Regions from separate parts of the Mus musculus genome. Here region 2 is linked to region 1. Evidence: chromatin contacts called from public promoter capture Hi-C data. All regions are on one chromosome and are shown on one strand. Each heading gives the region's core, a stretch centred on a gene start, on an enhancer-like site or on the middle of the called end of the contact. The rest is flanking DNA. Distances are from core to core; before and after follow the strand shown.

The links. Promoter capture Hi-C pulls out the DNA fragments that hold promoters and counts their contacts.
Region 2: a contact with region 1 is called in a promoter capture Hi-C map of embryonic stem cells, with 4 times the contacts expected there. The contact joins the enhancer-like site here to the promoter of Zbtb11 in region 1. A contact is called at or near these places in 5 of 39 promoter capture datasets (the 3T3-L1 cell line, cranial neural crest, embryonic stem cells and 1 more), 1 of 484 Hi-C or Micro-C datasets (the N1E-115 cell line) and 1 of 115 datasets of contacts at active chromatin or transcription factors (pro-B cells).

Annotation. Positions count from the first base shown.
Region 1 is chr16:55,971,009-55,978,165 of GRCm38.p6, reverse strand. Zbtb11 (zinc finger and BTB domain containing 11) reads right to left here and starts at 4,362. Exons shown (of 11, transcript NM_173026.2): 1 at 3,795-4,362. The coding sequence starts at 4,104. It overlaps Zbtb11os1 (zinc finger and BTB domain containing 11, opposite strand 1), which reads left to right and starts at 3,549. Exons shown (of 1, transcript NR_027965.1): 1 at 3,549-4,898. It overlaps Rpl24 (ribosomal protein L24), which reads right to left. Exons shown (of 6, transcript NM_024218.4): 6 at 6,729-6,855. The coding sequence ends at 6,775.
Region 2 is chr16:56,899,319-56,906,475 of GRCm38.p6, reverse strand. No RefSeq gene overlaps it. Among named protein-coding and RNA genes, the nearest start is that of Tmem45a, 17 kb to the right of the region's middle. Within about 2 kb of position 3,660, at least 5 of the 459 cell types and tissues checked have an H3K27ac peak or open chromatin away from gene starts, as enhancers often do. A contact at or near this core is called in embryonic stem cells, where this site is marked.

The DNA of each region.
Region 1 (7,157 bases), core at 3,113-5,612:
TTAAAACTGCTCAAATATGGCAGGATTTCTCCCTTACCATGAATTTAATCTTCTTTCAATTACTGTTAAGATTTTATGTAATGAGGGCTGGAGAGATGGCTCAGCAGTTAAGAGCACTGACTGCTCTTCCAAAGGTCCTGAGTTCAAATCCCAGCAACCACATAGTGGCTCACAACCACCTGTAATGAGGTATGACACCCTCTTCTGTTGTGTCTGAAGACAGGTACAGTGTACTTATGTATAATGATAAATTAAAAAAAACAAAAACAAAGTGGCTCTGAAGAGAAGATTCAATAGTCAACTGAAGATGGTGTCATCTGAAGATGGGGTCAGTCTTCCAGAGGTCCAGTGTTCAATTCCCAGGACCCACAAAGTGGTTCACAACTCCAGGTAATTTCAGCTTCAAGAGATCCAATGTTCTCTTCTGGCCTTCGTAAGTACCAAGCACACAAGTGATAGAAAGATATACATGCTGGCAAAACACTTATACCTAAAATAAATATTTTCATCAATCTTTTTTTAAAGATTTATTTATTTTATTTATATGAATACACTGTAGCTATCTTCAGAACATACCAAAAGAATGCATCAGATTCCATTGCAGATGGTTGTGAGCCACCATGTGGTTGCTTGGAATTGAACTCGGGGTCTCTGGAAGACCAGTCACTGCTCTTCCACTGAGCCATCTCTCCAGCCCCTTTCATATTTTTTTTTAAATCTAAAACTTTTTAAAGTATCAACATGATGTCACAAAATTGCACACCTGACTTCTGTGATGGGACAGTTTTATGCAGGCACTAAAATTATTGTTTAAAACTACCTCAAGCTAAGTGTATAAACATAACACACTTTATAAAACATATATGATCCTTTGTGTTTTATAATAGGGCTGTTTCCTCAAGACATCTCATTATGTTTATACATAATATGTCCTAAATTGAAAACAATTAGAAAACTTGTAGTCTAGCCTGACATAGAAAGACCACTGTCTCAAATAAAAACAAAACAAAAACCAACAACAACAACAAAAAAAAACCTGTTTCTAAGCATTTCTGTCAAACATGCCTTAGTGAGTACTAGTTTAATAAAACACCCTGTCAAGTGTCTTGCTCTAGAACAGAGTTTTGTATGTTTTCAAGACAGGGTCTCATTGTGTAGCTCTGGCTGTCCTGGAACTCACAGAGATCAGCCTGTCTGTGTCTCCCAAGTGCTAGGATTAAAGGAATGGCACAAGCCACTATACATGGTCAGGGCTTTTGCTTTTGAAGCTTAGTAATATAAATGCTTCAAATTATGATGGGATTATAATCCCAATGATCCCATCATAAATTGAAAATATCCTTAAATGTAATGCATATATAATTCACCCAACCTACCAAACATCAAAGCTGTGTAGTGCACTATAGAGTATTGGACATATACCAATTATCACCTGCTGACTGGAAATTATGGTTATGCTGCATGCATAGAAAGGTTATATTAACATATTCCTACCCTGGGCAGAGGTGGGAATAAAAGAATCATGCAGCAGAGAGGCAAACAGAACATGAAATTAGTAAAGTGAGACACTGATACTCTGTTTTTTACATTTAGACAAAGGTCTCACTTGATAGAACAGGTTGCCTCTGCCTCTCAATATGAACAATATGCAGCCATGATTCTAGTTTTATTCCTCACAGTTAACATTTCTTGGAAATTTAGTTCAGATTTGGGAGGTGGGGAGGGAGAGACCAGGCTGGCCTCAACTTTGCAGTGATCCTATGGCCTCTGCCTCTGGAGTACTGGTATAGGCCTGGCTTAATTCAGGGTTTTTTTTGTTGTTGTTGTTGGTGTTGGTGGTGGTGGTGGTTTTTTTCATTTCACTTAATTTGGTTTGGTTTGGTTTTTTTTTGAGACATGGTTAGCTTTGGCTGTACTGGAAACATTCTGTAGAACAGGCTGGCCTTAAACTCAGAGCTCTGCCTGCTTCTGCCTCCTAAGCGCTAGGATTAAAAGCATATACTACCACACACCCAGCTTATTCAGGCATTCTTTACAAATATCAAACAAGTGTTAGGAGGTCATATTAACTGCCAGGGAAGATGGATTACAGTTTAGAGCACTTGTTGCTCTTTCAGAGGACCAAGGTTTTTGTTTCCACGCACCCACATGGTAGCTCACAACCATTCATAACTCCAGTTCTAGGAATTCCATTTGACCTCTGTAGGCTCCAGGCACACATTTACATACAAGCAAAACACCCATACACACAAATTTTGAAATATAAAGAAAAACTGTATGAGAATAAGATAAACCTGTTAACCACTAAAGATTTCTCTAAGGAACAAAAGGACTACCAAAGAGTTCCTAAAATAGGCTTGATGACAAAGTTGGTAAACCTAACAAAAACTAGCATCTAGAACAAATGAGATGACTCAACAAATAAGGCTGCCAGCCCTAGCCTGCATGTACATACACATACACACAGCACATAAAATAGAATTTTAAAAACTTACTAGAAAGATTAGAGGGACTGGCTTGACAGCTCAGTAGTAAACAGTACTTTTGCTCTTTCAAATGACCAGCGTTCAATTCTGAGCACCTACCTGGTGTCAGAAACATCTGTAACCTAACTCCAGTTCTGAATCCAATGCCCTTCCCTGACCTTCGTGGGCAGCTGGTGCGGGCACACACACCGCCAGGGAAAACATTCACACACATACATTTTTAAAAAAATTAAAAAGAAAAAGGTCAAGCTTTTCTGCTCTCATCTACTCTCCAAGGGATCAAACAGTGCTAGGGTCATTATATTCTGCTCCCAAATAATCAATGATTTGATGGTACAGGTCTGTAATCCCAGCTAGTGAGGCACTCAGATCCTTAACTCAAGGCCGGCCTGAGTAATTTAGTGAGATCTTGCCTCAAATCGAGAAACAATCCGTCAATAAACCTGTTGCCTGATCTTTTCTCAACACACACTGCGTAACACAGTTCCCGAGGCTATTTTCACAAAGTAAAAAGAACGTTAAAGCGTTAGGAAACAGGATCCCTGTCACCGTGATTGGTGAGTCAGGGCTGTAATATCAACACGTGAGAGGCTGAGGTGGGAGGAGTGCCACACTCAAAACAAGAAAAAACATACGACACAAGTGTCATCATTCCTCCTAATAAAATAAAACCTCTTATGGTATGTCGGTCTTGTCCCATCTCCCGAGAAAAAGGATCTGGCAGTCTGGAAGGCTGCCTAATGCCCTAAAACCGGGACTCACAGCGACTGCGCCATCATTAGTCCTAATAACCACATTATTCCTTGTTTCTGTGTCGCAGTTGCAGAAACAGACATTTGGACCTAGTCCAATGGCCAAATCCGAGCGGCACTCACTGGGAGACGGCAGCCAGGGTTTGGGACAGCTTTTTCTACGGCAGAAGGGAGAGGGAGAGGGTAGGTCTGCCTCTGCCTCTGGGTCTCCCACCATCCCCTAAGGGCCTCGGGGGCGGGCCCAGATAGGCCGCACCACGCCCTCCACCGCCTGGCCCGGCCCCGAGGGAAGCCCCCGAAGCCCCACCCCGGGCGAGGGTCCGCCCCCAGCCTCCCGGGCCTCCTTCCTGTAGGGGAAGTGCGGCTGCTTTCGCGTCCCCAGCCCGCTCTGCTCCGCTTGGCTCGGCTGGGTCCCGCGGTTGCCGCGCAGCCGAACGGACGCACGCACGCCTCCGGGCTAAGGATACGGCCCGGTCCCCAGACTTGAGGGCTCGCGGGTGCGCACGCAGGCCGGGCCGAGCCGCCCCCCTCGGCCCCCGGGGCCCGGCGCACTCACCTCGCCACCAGTAGGTCTTGGACAGGTCGTGCCAGGTCTGGTGCCGGGTGTGGTGGGTGCCCCCGGGGCCCAAATGGGCCGCCTCGATGAGGCCCTGGCGACGCTCCGGCTGCAACACCACCTCCAGCTCGGCGAAGGTCTTGCGGTGCCGCTGCCGCCGCTGGTAGTAGAGGGTCCCGCCGCGCACGACGTAGCAGGCGGCGGCCTTGCGGATCTTCCGCTTGACATTGCCCTCGGTGCCCGGCGCATAGGGCTCGCGTTCGTTCGTCAGGTAGCGCAGGATGGCCCGGTAGCTCTCCTCGCTTGACATAGCCGCCGGCAGCGCCCTCGGGGGCGCCTGTCAGTGGTAAGGAGAGGCAGACAGCGCCGCGGCTCGGGAGAGGGGCCGCGGCGACCCGGGGAGGAGCGAAGGCGACGCCTGTGGTGGGCGCTCTCTCTCTCCGAGGGCGCCCGCCTGCCCGCCCGCCGGCAGCGCGGAGGGGAAGAACCGACCACCTGGTAACCAGGGGGAACTGCACTTCGGCAGCGCGCGGGATCCGCTGGCGACTGACAAAATGGCTGCTGCACCACCGGAAGTGACGCGCGGGAGCGGGGCGGGGCCGCCACCCCGATTGGAGCGCGCTACGGCTCTGCGCTCCCAGGGAGCCGGCGGTGTGACGTCAACACTGCGGAGGACATGTTGGAAGAGGGAACGCGCTCTCTCGGGCAGATACGGGGGTCCTCAGCAGACATCTTAAGTCTTGGCAGGGCCCTCCCCCACCGCCCTCCCTTTCCTTTCCCACGCTCTCTGTAAAGCCACGTGTTTGAGCGGTTCGCTGTTTGTTTCCCTGAGACCCTCCCCGTAAACGGTAACTGAGTCAGTTGTTCTGTATACTCTGAGACTAGATATACCAGATACCGCCGAGTTTGAAACTGTAGCAATTGATTGCCACTGTCTGAGCCTCTGGGCCAAATACTGTCGCAGTATTACCGAGCATTAAGTGCTTCAGTGTTACGAATTTTCTCCAAACTACCTAAGTAATTTTCTAGAAACATCACCATGGTGACGACTATGCAGGTCCAGATTGCTTAGATGATTAAATAACATGCAGAAGTAACTCTCAATCCCGTTTCCTTGTAATGCCCGGACGCTTTGTGCTTATTCCTTGAAGCTAGAAGGTTCCAGGCTTCCCAACCCAATGACTTTAGTTAAAGAAGCTATTTTTCTTTATTTCTGCCTAGAAGACACACACATTATCTATGACGCTTTTAAACGTTTGTGGTACCACAGGTAAGGAGCAAGCAGGTGGCAGTGGGCTCAAGAAACCAGACAGTGGTTAGAGTGTTTCCATCGTCTATGAAGGAAATGAAGGGTAAAAATGGAGAGCATCTTTCTCCCAAGAGATTCAGATACAGGTTTGTACAGGGTGTGGCTTCATGACCTTTGTACTTTAAAAAAAAAAACCGCTAACGGGATATTTGAATCAAATCTTGAGAATACACATAAAAAGAATGTTGCCAATACAATTAAGATCCATCTAAGCATTTGCAGGTAACAGGAACTGTTACAGCCAGGCGTGGTGGCGCACTGGGAGGCAGAGGCAGGTGGATTTCTGAGTCCCGAGCCAGCCTGGTCTACAAAGTGAGTTCCAGGACAGTGAGCTCTAATATACGGAGAAACCCTGTCTCGAAAAACCCAAACAAACAAAAAAAAAAAAAAGAGAGAGAGAGAAAACCCAGGAACTGTTACTGGTCTTTTGGTTTTTTTTTTTCCCTTTAATCAGACTTTCCTAAGAAAAGCTAAACTTTAAACTTGTGTCCTTGCAAAGGCCTACATTCCATGTACTAATTTTTTTACACAAGCTAATGGTTGTTTGGGAAAAAGATCTTGTTACTAGGCTAGTCATACCCTCATACCTCAGATACTTTTAATATTTTATTTTCTACATGTGAGTGCATGGTCACGGTCTTCAGACACCAGAAGAGGGCTCCCAAAACAGATGGTTGTGAGCCACCATGTGGTTGCTGGGAATTTGGAACTAAGGACTTCTGTTAGAGCAGTCAGTGGTGCTCTTAACCTGATTTCATCATACAGCCAAGATGACCATGCACTTCTGAGGTCTCCAGTTTACGAGCAGACCCTAGAATACTCAATCCCACTTGAAAGAAAACTCAAAATGTTATATGGCTGTATAACTCTTAGCCCAGAAAACAATATCTAAGCAATATTACAACTGTAATCAAAGCACTCTAATAGAAAGATACAGAGTTTAAGGCCAGAATAGGCCAGAATGTCTCTTATCCTTTCCTTAAAAAGGGGGGGGGGGGGGGTGGTGGTGCAGTGGCACCATGCTTTTAATCTCATTACCCAGAAGGTCGAGGCTGGTTAATTTCTTGAGGATTTTAGGCCACAGTGACAGTGAAATCTAGTTTCAACAGGAAAATGTCCAGCAGCATGTGTAGGTGCGCTCCTATATAAGATACTGACAGGTGGCAAGACCATCTTGAGGCTCCAGGCCTTGAGTCTTAAACCATGAGACAGCAGTGGTCTTCACTGAGGTCTTCATGGGGGAACAGATTGAATAGTTCTAAACTAACTGCTAATGGTGATGTACTACGTGATGAGTTAAGCAGTTACAGGGAACCAAGGCGGGCCTTCAACTCTTTTCATGTCTCCTATTCCAAACATGGCTCACAACCATATCACTTTGTTTGCCATCTCTTCAACTGACATATTAGGAGGCATTGTAGCTGAGATGTCCTGGAACTCAAGATCTGCCTCCTGAGTGCTAGATTAAGTGTGTGTGCCACCACACAAATGAGAAATTAACATTTTTAGCTGGAGGTTGGACCTAGGAACTCAAGTCAAGGAAAGCATGCAGTCTGTGGCTAAAATGCCCCGCCCCAAGTAAGAATTCATGCTTTTGATGAGGAAAAAAAAATCAATCAGCACCACCTAGAGTTAAAGATAGAGCTTTATTTCCAACTCTGCTCTACCACACTAGCGTTTCCCACCAACTCTGGGGGCAGAGACCTTCACAGGCTTCACAATCTTTTGTTTAGGTGCTGCCTTTGTGGGGGCCTGCAAAAAAAAAAAAAAAAAAGTCACATCACTTATTCAATGCGACTGTCACCTTGCCCTTACTGTTAAGTCTTTACATACCTTCCACTGTCTTAATTTAACTGTGTTAATAAATGTCAAAGTAACTCATTTTTAAAGTTCACTTCCACCATATAATATTGTTACAGATTGGACAGTTAGATACAACGTGGGATCCTGTTTGGGGTTTCTGAAGGACATCTAGGCTAGATTTGATCCTGTCTCCACTCTTCAAGTGCTGGGACTAGGGGCTCACTCTACTTTGCACAGTCATTTAAGAATGA
Region 2 (7,157 bases), core at 2,411-4,910, 930 kb before region 1:
CAACACACAATAGTAAATTAGAGATATATCTCAGAGGTTGAAACACTTGTTCTTCTAGTTAGCCTCAGCAGTCAACTTGCCACAGCCCAGAGTTATATGAGAAAGTCTCAGTTGGGAGATTGCCTAGATCAGATTGGCTTATGGGTTTGTTTGTGGGATTTTCTTGGTTGTTAAGCAAAGGTCCCTACGTTGTACAAAAACCTAGTTAAACAGAAGCTTGGAAGTAAACCATGCAAGCATCACTAACAGAATATATGAGGTGGAAGAGAGAATCAAAAAAGATTTCCAAGCAAAAGGACCCAAAAACAAGCTCAAGTAGCCATTCTAATATCTAGTAAAATAGACTTTCAACCAAAATTAATCAAAAGAAACAAGGAAGAACACTTCAAACTCATCAGAAGGAAAAAAAAACTACCAATATGATATCTTAATTCTGAACATCTATGCCCTAAACACAAGGGTACACACATTTGTAAAAGAAACACTGCTAAAACTTAAATCACACATTGAACCCCACAATTAACAGTAGGAGACTTCAATACCCCACTGTCACCAATTGACAGGTCACCCAGACAAAAACTAAACAAAGAGATAACAAAACTAAAAAACACAATAAATCAAATGTACCCAATAGATGTCTACAGAATATTTTATGCAAACATAAAAGAATATACCTCCTTTCAGCACCTCATGAACTCTTCTCCAAAACTGATCATTTAGTAGGTCACAAAACAAGCCTCAACAGACAGAAGAAAGCTGAAACAATGTCTTGTATCTTATCATAGCTCCGTGGATTAAAGCTGGACTACAACAAGAACAGAAACACTGGAAAGCCTACCAACTCATGGAAATTGAACAACTCACTCTACTAAATGATCTCTGGGCCAGGGAAGAAATAAAGAAAGATATTAAAGACTTTGTAGAATTCAATGAAAATAAAGGCACAACATACCCAAATTTATAGAACACAATGAAAGCAGTCTTAAGAGGTAAGTTCATAGGACTAAGTAACTCCATACAGAAACCAGAAAGTTCTCATACCAGCAATTTAATGTACTCCTGAAAGCAAATAAAAAGAAGGGAGGAATAGGAGGAGAAGCAGGGGGAGGGGGAGGAGGAGGAGAAGAACGAGGAGGAGGAGGAGGAGGAGGAGAAGAAGGAGGAGGAGGAGGAAGAGGAGGAGAAGAAAGCACTCCAAAGATGGGAAGAAGAGGCAGGAAATAATCAAAATCAGGGCTGAAATCAATCAACTAGAAACAAATAAAACAATACAAAAAAAAAATCAACAAAACTAAGATCTGGTTCATTGGAAAATCAACAATATAGACAATTCCTTAGCCAAACTAAGCAAAAGGCAGAGAGAAAGTACCCAAATAAACAAAATCAGAAACTAAATGGAAGATATAACAACAGACACTGAAGAAATTCGAAGAATCATTAGATCTTATTTCAGAAATCTGTACTCCACACAATTGGGAATCTTTACAAAATTTTTAATCAGATACCGCTTTCCAAAGTTAAATTAAGATCAGAAAAACTACTTAGAAAGCCCTATAACTCCTAAAGAAATAGAAGCAGTCCTTGAAAGTCTTCCAACCAAAAAAAGCTCAGGGCCAGATGGGTTAAGTGCAGAATTCTACCAGACTTTCAAAGAAGAGCTAATACCAATACCACTCAAACGATTCCACAAAATAGAAACAGAGGGAACAATGACAAACTCATTCTATGAGGCCATAGTCAGCCTGAAACCTAAACCACACAAAGACTTAACAAACAAAGAGAACTTCAGACTGATTTATCTTATGCACATTAATGCAAAAATACTCAATAAACCACTCACAAACCAAACACATCCAGGAACACATCAAAAAAACATCATGATCAGGTAGGCTTCATTTCAGAGACACAGGGATGGTTCAATATACAAAAATTCATCCACATAATCCACCATGTAAACAAACTGAAAAAATAATCACAGGATTAGATGCTGAAAAAAACCATTGACAAAATTCAAGACCCCTTTATGTTAAAAGTCTTAGAGAGATGAGGGATAGACGGCACATACCTGAACATAATCAAAGCAATTCACAGCAAGCCCTGAGCCAACATCAAGATGAATGGAGAGAAACTTAAAGCAATTCTGCTAAAATCAAGGACAAGACAAGGCTTTCCACTCTCTGCCTATCTATTCAATATAGTATTTTACGTTCTAGCCAGAGCAATAAGGCAACTAAAGAAGATCAAAGGGATACAAATTGAAAAAGATGTCAAAGAGTCACAATTTGCAGATAATATGATAAGCAACCCCTAAAATTCTACCAGAGAACTCCTGTAGCTGAAAAACAGCTTCAGCAAAGTGACTGGATACAAAAATTACTCAAAGAAATTAGTAGTCCTCCTTTATACAAATGATAAACTGGCCAAGAAAGAAATTAGGGGAACAAAACCCTTTACAATAACCATGAATAATACAAAATTTCTTGGCATAACTCTAACCAAGGATGTGAAAGACCTGTATGACAAGAACTCAAGTCCTTGTAGAAAGAAATTAAAGAAGATATCAGAAGATGGAAAAATTTCTCATTCTCATGGATAGGTAGGATTAACATAGTAAAAATGGCCATCTTACCAAAAGCAATCTACAGATTCAATGCAATCCCAAACTTCCAACACAATTTTTTATAGACCTAGAAAGAGCAATTCTCAACTTCATATGGAAGAACAAAAAAACCCAGGATAGTCGAAATATTTCTGAACCAGAAAAGAACTTCAGGCAGAATCACCATCCCTGACCTCAAGTTGTACTACAAAGCAATAATGATAAAAGCTGCATGGTACTGGTACGGAAACAGACATATTGATCAATGGAATCAAAGACCCAGAAATAAACTCACAGACCTATGGACACTTGATTTCTGATTTAAAAAAAAAAAAAGAGGGGCTGGAGAGATGGCTCAGCGGTTAAGAGCACTGACTGCTCTTCTGAAGGTCCTGAGTTCAAATCCCAGCAACCACATGATGGCTCACAACCATCCGTAATGAGATCTGGCATTTCTGGAGTGTCTGAAGACAGCTACAGTGTACTTACATATAATAAATAAATAAATCTTAAAAAAAAAAAAAAAGAGTCAAAAACCATACAGTGGAAAAAAAGAAAGTATCTTCAGGAAATGGTCCTGGTCAAACTGGATGTCTACATGTAGAAAAATAAAAATGGATCCATATTATCACCCTGCAGAAAACTCAAATCCAAGTGGTTGAAGGACCTCAACATAAAACCAGATACACTAAGTCTCATAGAAGAGGAAGTAGGAAATACATGTGAACATAGTGGTACAGGAGACAAATTCTTGAACAGAACACCAATGGCTTAGGCTCTAAGATCTACAATTGAAAATTGGGACCTCATAAAACTGCAAAGCTTCTGTAAGGCAAAGGATACTGTCAATAAGACAAAATGGCAGCCTGCAAATTGGGAAAGAATCTTCACCAACCCTACATCTGACAGAGGGCTAATATCTAAAATGTATAGAGAACTCAAGAAGGTAAGCACCAACAACCAAATAACCCAATTAAAAAATGGGACACAGAGCTAAACAGAGAATTCTCAACAAAGGAATCTCCAATAGCCTAGAAGCACTTAAAGAAATGTTGAAATTCTTTAGTCATTGCTGCAGACCCTCTGGGTTCCTTTGTCTTCATGGAACGGGTCTCTGGGGCAGATGGCAAGGCATGGTGAGTGACAGACAGACCAACATGCGAGATTATGTAGAATCTGAATGTATTTTGTCAGGTCGAGCATCAAACTTTTTATACCGAAGAAATAACAAGAAACCAGGCAAAATACAATCCACCAAGTTACAGTGACGCAATACAAAAGGAATGTATACATCAAAAGAAGGTGGGGACCAGGCTGCTGCCGCAAAGAAGGGAGCCAGGTGTAAACTCGTCTATTGTTAAACCCACCACCAGGGGTTCTGCACTAGCAGACCTTTTCATGAATACTGCAATACCCCAACCCCCATATTTCCTGGGTCTACAGAAGAATTTACCAACATGCTTCTAATGTGAAGCTTGCTATACCTAGCTGTAGAGAAGATCTCTGTCTCAGTGGAATTTCCTAGCTCTATTATGGTATTCCCTTGTTTGAGTGAGATTTGCTACTGTCCTTGGTAAATATTTTGCCGACCAGCTCTGAACTACTGGCTCCATCTTTTGTAATGCTTAATTAGTTACTGAATAGGTAACTTCCTTTCTGCATTCCTGCTGGATTTCAAGCTTGTAGGCTTCTGGGACCTTGGAACACTGGGGAGACTTAACTATAACAGAATTTAATCTTAAAAGGCATTTATAATAAAATATTAAAAGAGTTCTCGTAGTTCCATACACCAGACTAACACGGGAATAGGGTATGTGTATATGGGTAAATGAGAACGCCAAAGCTCCAGGAGGTGAGTTTCCATGAAACTCTTTTCCTCATAAGTGCTTACAGACTTTTCAGCCTGTCAAGCAGACTTGACCGGAGGGCATGGCAACTCATCAGGGAAATGCAAATCAAAACAATTCTGAGAGTCTATCTTACACCCATTAGAATGGTAAGGATCAAAAATTCAAGTGATAGCATATGCTGGCAAGGATGTAGAACAGGGGAACACCCCTCCATTGCTGGTGGAAGTGCAAACTTGTGCAATCACTTTGGGAATCAATTTGGCAATTTCTTAGAAAACTAGGAATAGTTCTACCTCAAGGCCTAGCTATACCACCCATGCTCAATTGACCCAAGAGATGCTCTATCATCCCACAAGGACCTTTGCTCAACTATGTACATAGTAGTTTTATTTAACTTAAAACTTATCCAGAAACTGGAAACAACTCAGATGTCCCTCAACTGAAGAATGGATAAAGAAAATTTGGTACATCTGCACAATGGAATACTACTCTGCTGGAAAAACAAAGACATTATGAATTTTTCAGGGTGGAATTTGAGAATATCATCCCGAGTTAGGTCATCCAGTCCCAAAAGGACATGCACAGTATTCACGTATAAATGGATACTTACCATAAAATGCAGGATGCCCATGCTACACTCCACAGACCCAAGGAGGATGGACAGGAAGAAGGGAATAAGCAATGATGCTTGAGTCTCACCTGGAAGGGGGAATGGAATGACCATTGAAGACAGATGGAGGAATGGAGCTGAATAGGAGAAGGGATTGGGAGGGTAGTAGGGAGTTTGGGGTTGGCTATGAGGAGGGGGAGGGGCATGGCCTAATGGCCATGAGAATGAATGGAAATCTGCAACTAAGGGAGAGTGGTAGGTGGCATCTCCAGGAAGGGGAACTTAATAAAGTGTTTTCTTTTTACAGTAAAGAACAAAACCCCAAATTCACTTAAAAGCTAAGAATTTTGATGGATTACATTGATAGTAAGTAAAGACATAGTTAGAAGAAGAAAGCTACCAGGGAGAGCCGCTATGGTTTGATAATGGTATTTGCCCCACTGATGCTCAGACATTGCAAGCCAGGGCCCTGAGCATAGTGCTGTAGTACTAGAACAAAAGTGGAGGCCCTGACAGGAGGTCTGAGTCCTGAGGGAAGCCATCCTCATATTGAGGGAATGATGTATCCTCCTTGGGATTTCTGAGCTTGGGAAAGAGTGGGTTGCTTTAAGAGTTATACCAACTCCTGAATTGATCTCTGGATTTCGGTTTGGTTTTATCCCTATAGCCATGGGTAGAATGTACGTTGTTTCTTCATCTTGGCTGTTAGGAATAACGCATCATGGGAGCTCACTTATTTATCCATTGGGAATATGTGGGTGGGTTTGTTGGACCCAACACTAGCTTTACTCTTAAATTCTTGAGTTTAAATTCCCAAATCCCGAACTGTTCTGCATAAGGCTGGAACAAATTATGATAATTTCAATTAAGACTTTAATTGAAAACTTTGTGTTTCTCATTTACTTTTGTATTTCTAGTGTTTGGAAATCCAGCAGCAAGTGAACAAATTTTAGTTATTGAGGCAATGAATAGACAGAAGAATTTGGCGACTTCTTGTTCTTAAACTTTCTTTTCAGGGTCTTTTTTTTGTATTAAGTGTGTATTAAAACCTTTTAAAAATTCCTTTGAGGGGCTGAAGAGATGGCTTAAAGAGCATGAGTACATTCTGCTCTTGCTAAGGTTTCAAATTTGGCTCCAAGTAACCACTCAGGGTGCTCACAACTGACTGTAACCCTAGCTCCAGAGGACCCAACATTCTCTTCTGGTCTGTACAAGTATATAAATACAAGTGCACATACCCAAACATACACACTCTTTCACAAAAATAAAAATAAATCAAACCTTAAAAAAATTCATATGGATTTTATCCCCAAGGAAATATCTGCTAAATATAATGTCTTCATTTTGTTTAATGTAACATTAAATGAGAAAAGAGGTGATATTGGACAAATTTCAGTTGCCTACCCTAAAAATGTGAAATGAGTTAAGCTTGAAATTTCAAATCATTCTAACAATTGCATCCATACATACCACAAAGTTGATATTGTTATCTATCTCAAATATTTCAGTAACCTTTAGTGATTTTTCTTTTCACTAGTTTTATTTGTTTTCTACTGTTCTAGTTTCATTCTATTGGGATAATAAACTCTGCCGGCCCCTCTGAAAGTAACCTAGAGGAGGAAATGGTTTATTTCAAATTTATAAGGTTATAGGTCTTTACAGAGTAGTCAGGGAAGAAACTCAAAGATAAACTTGAAACCGAAACTGTTGGTATCAGGAAATAGCTTTATGGTTGCAGGTCATCTCTGAATCCAGCTATGATGGTGACTGAGAGCCATATGATGGCAACAATATGAAACAGCTGGCAGGCATGAAACGAAATGGCCACAGCTATGCCAGGGGAGCAGGCTTCAACAGCACTAGGGGCTGAACTGTGGTAGCAGGGATTTTGTGTATGACAAGCAGGTACTCCATCATGAACTATATTTCTAACATAATCATTAGCCTTTTCTCATTGTGTGATCCTCCACCGCCATCTTCACTAAGTTAATTGATGCAAAAAAGCAAAATGGAAGACCATCTCTCGTTCAGGTTTGAAAACTGTGGTGTTGCAGGATATTTGATCACACTGTGAGCCTCAAGACTGTAAACTAGAAAG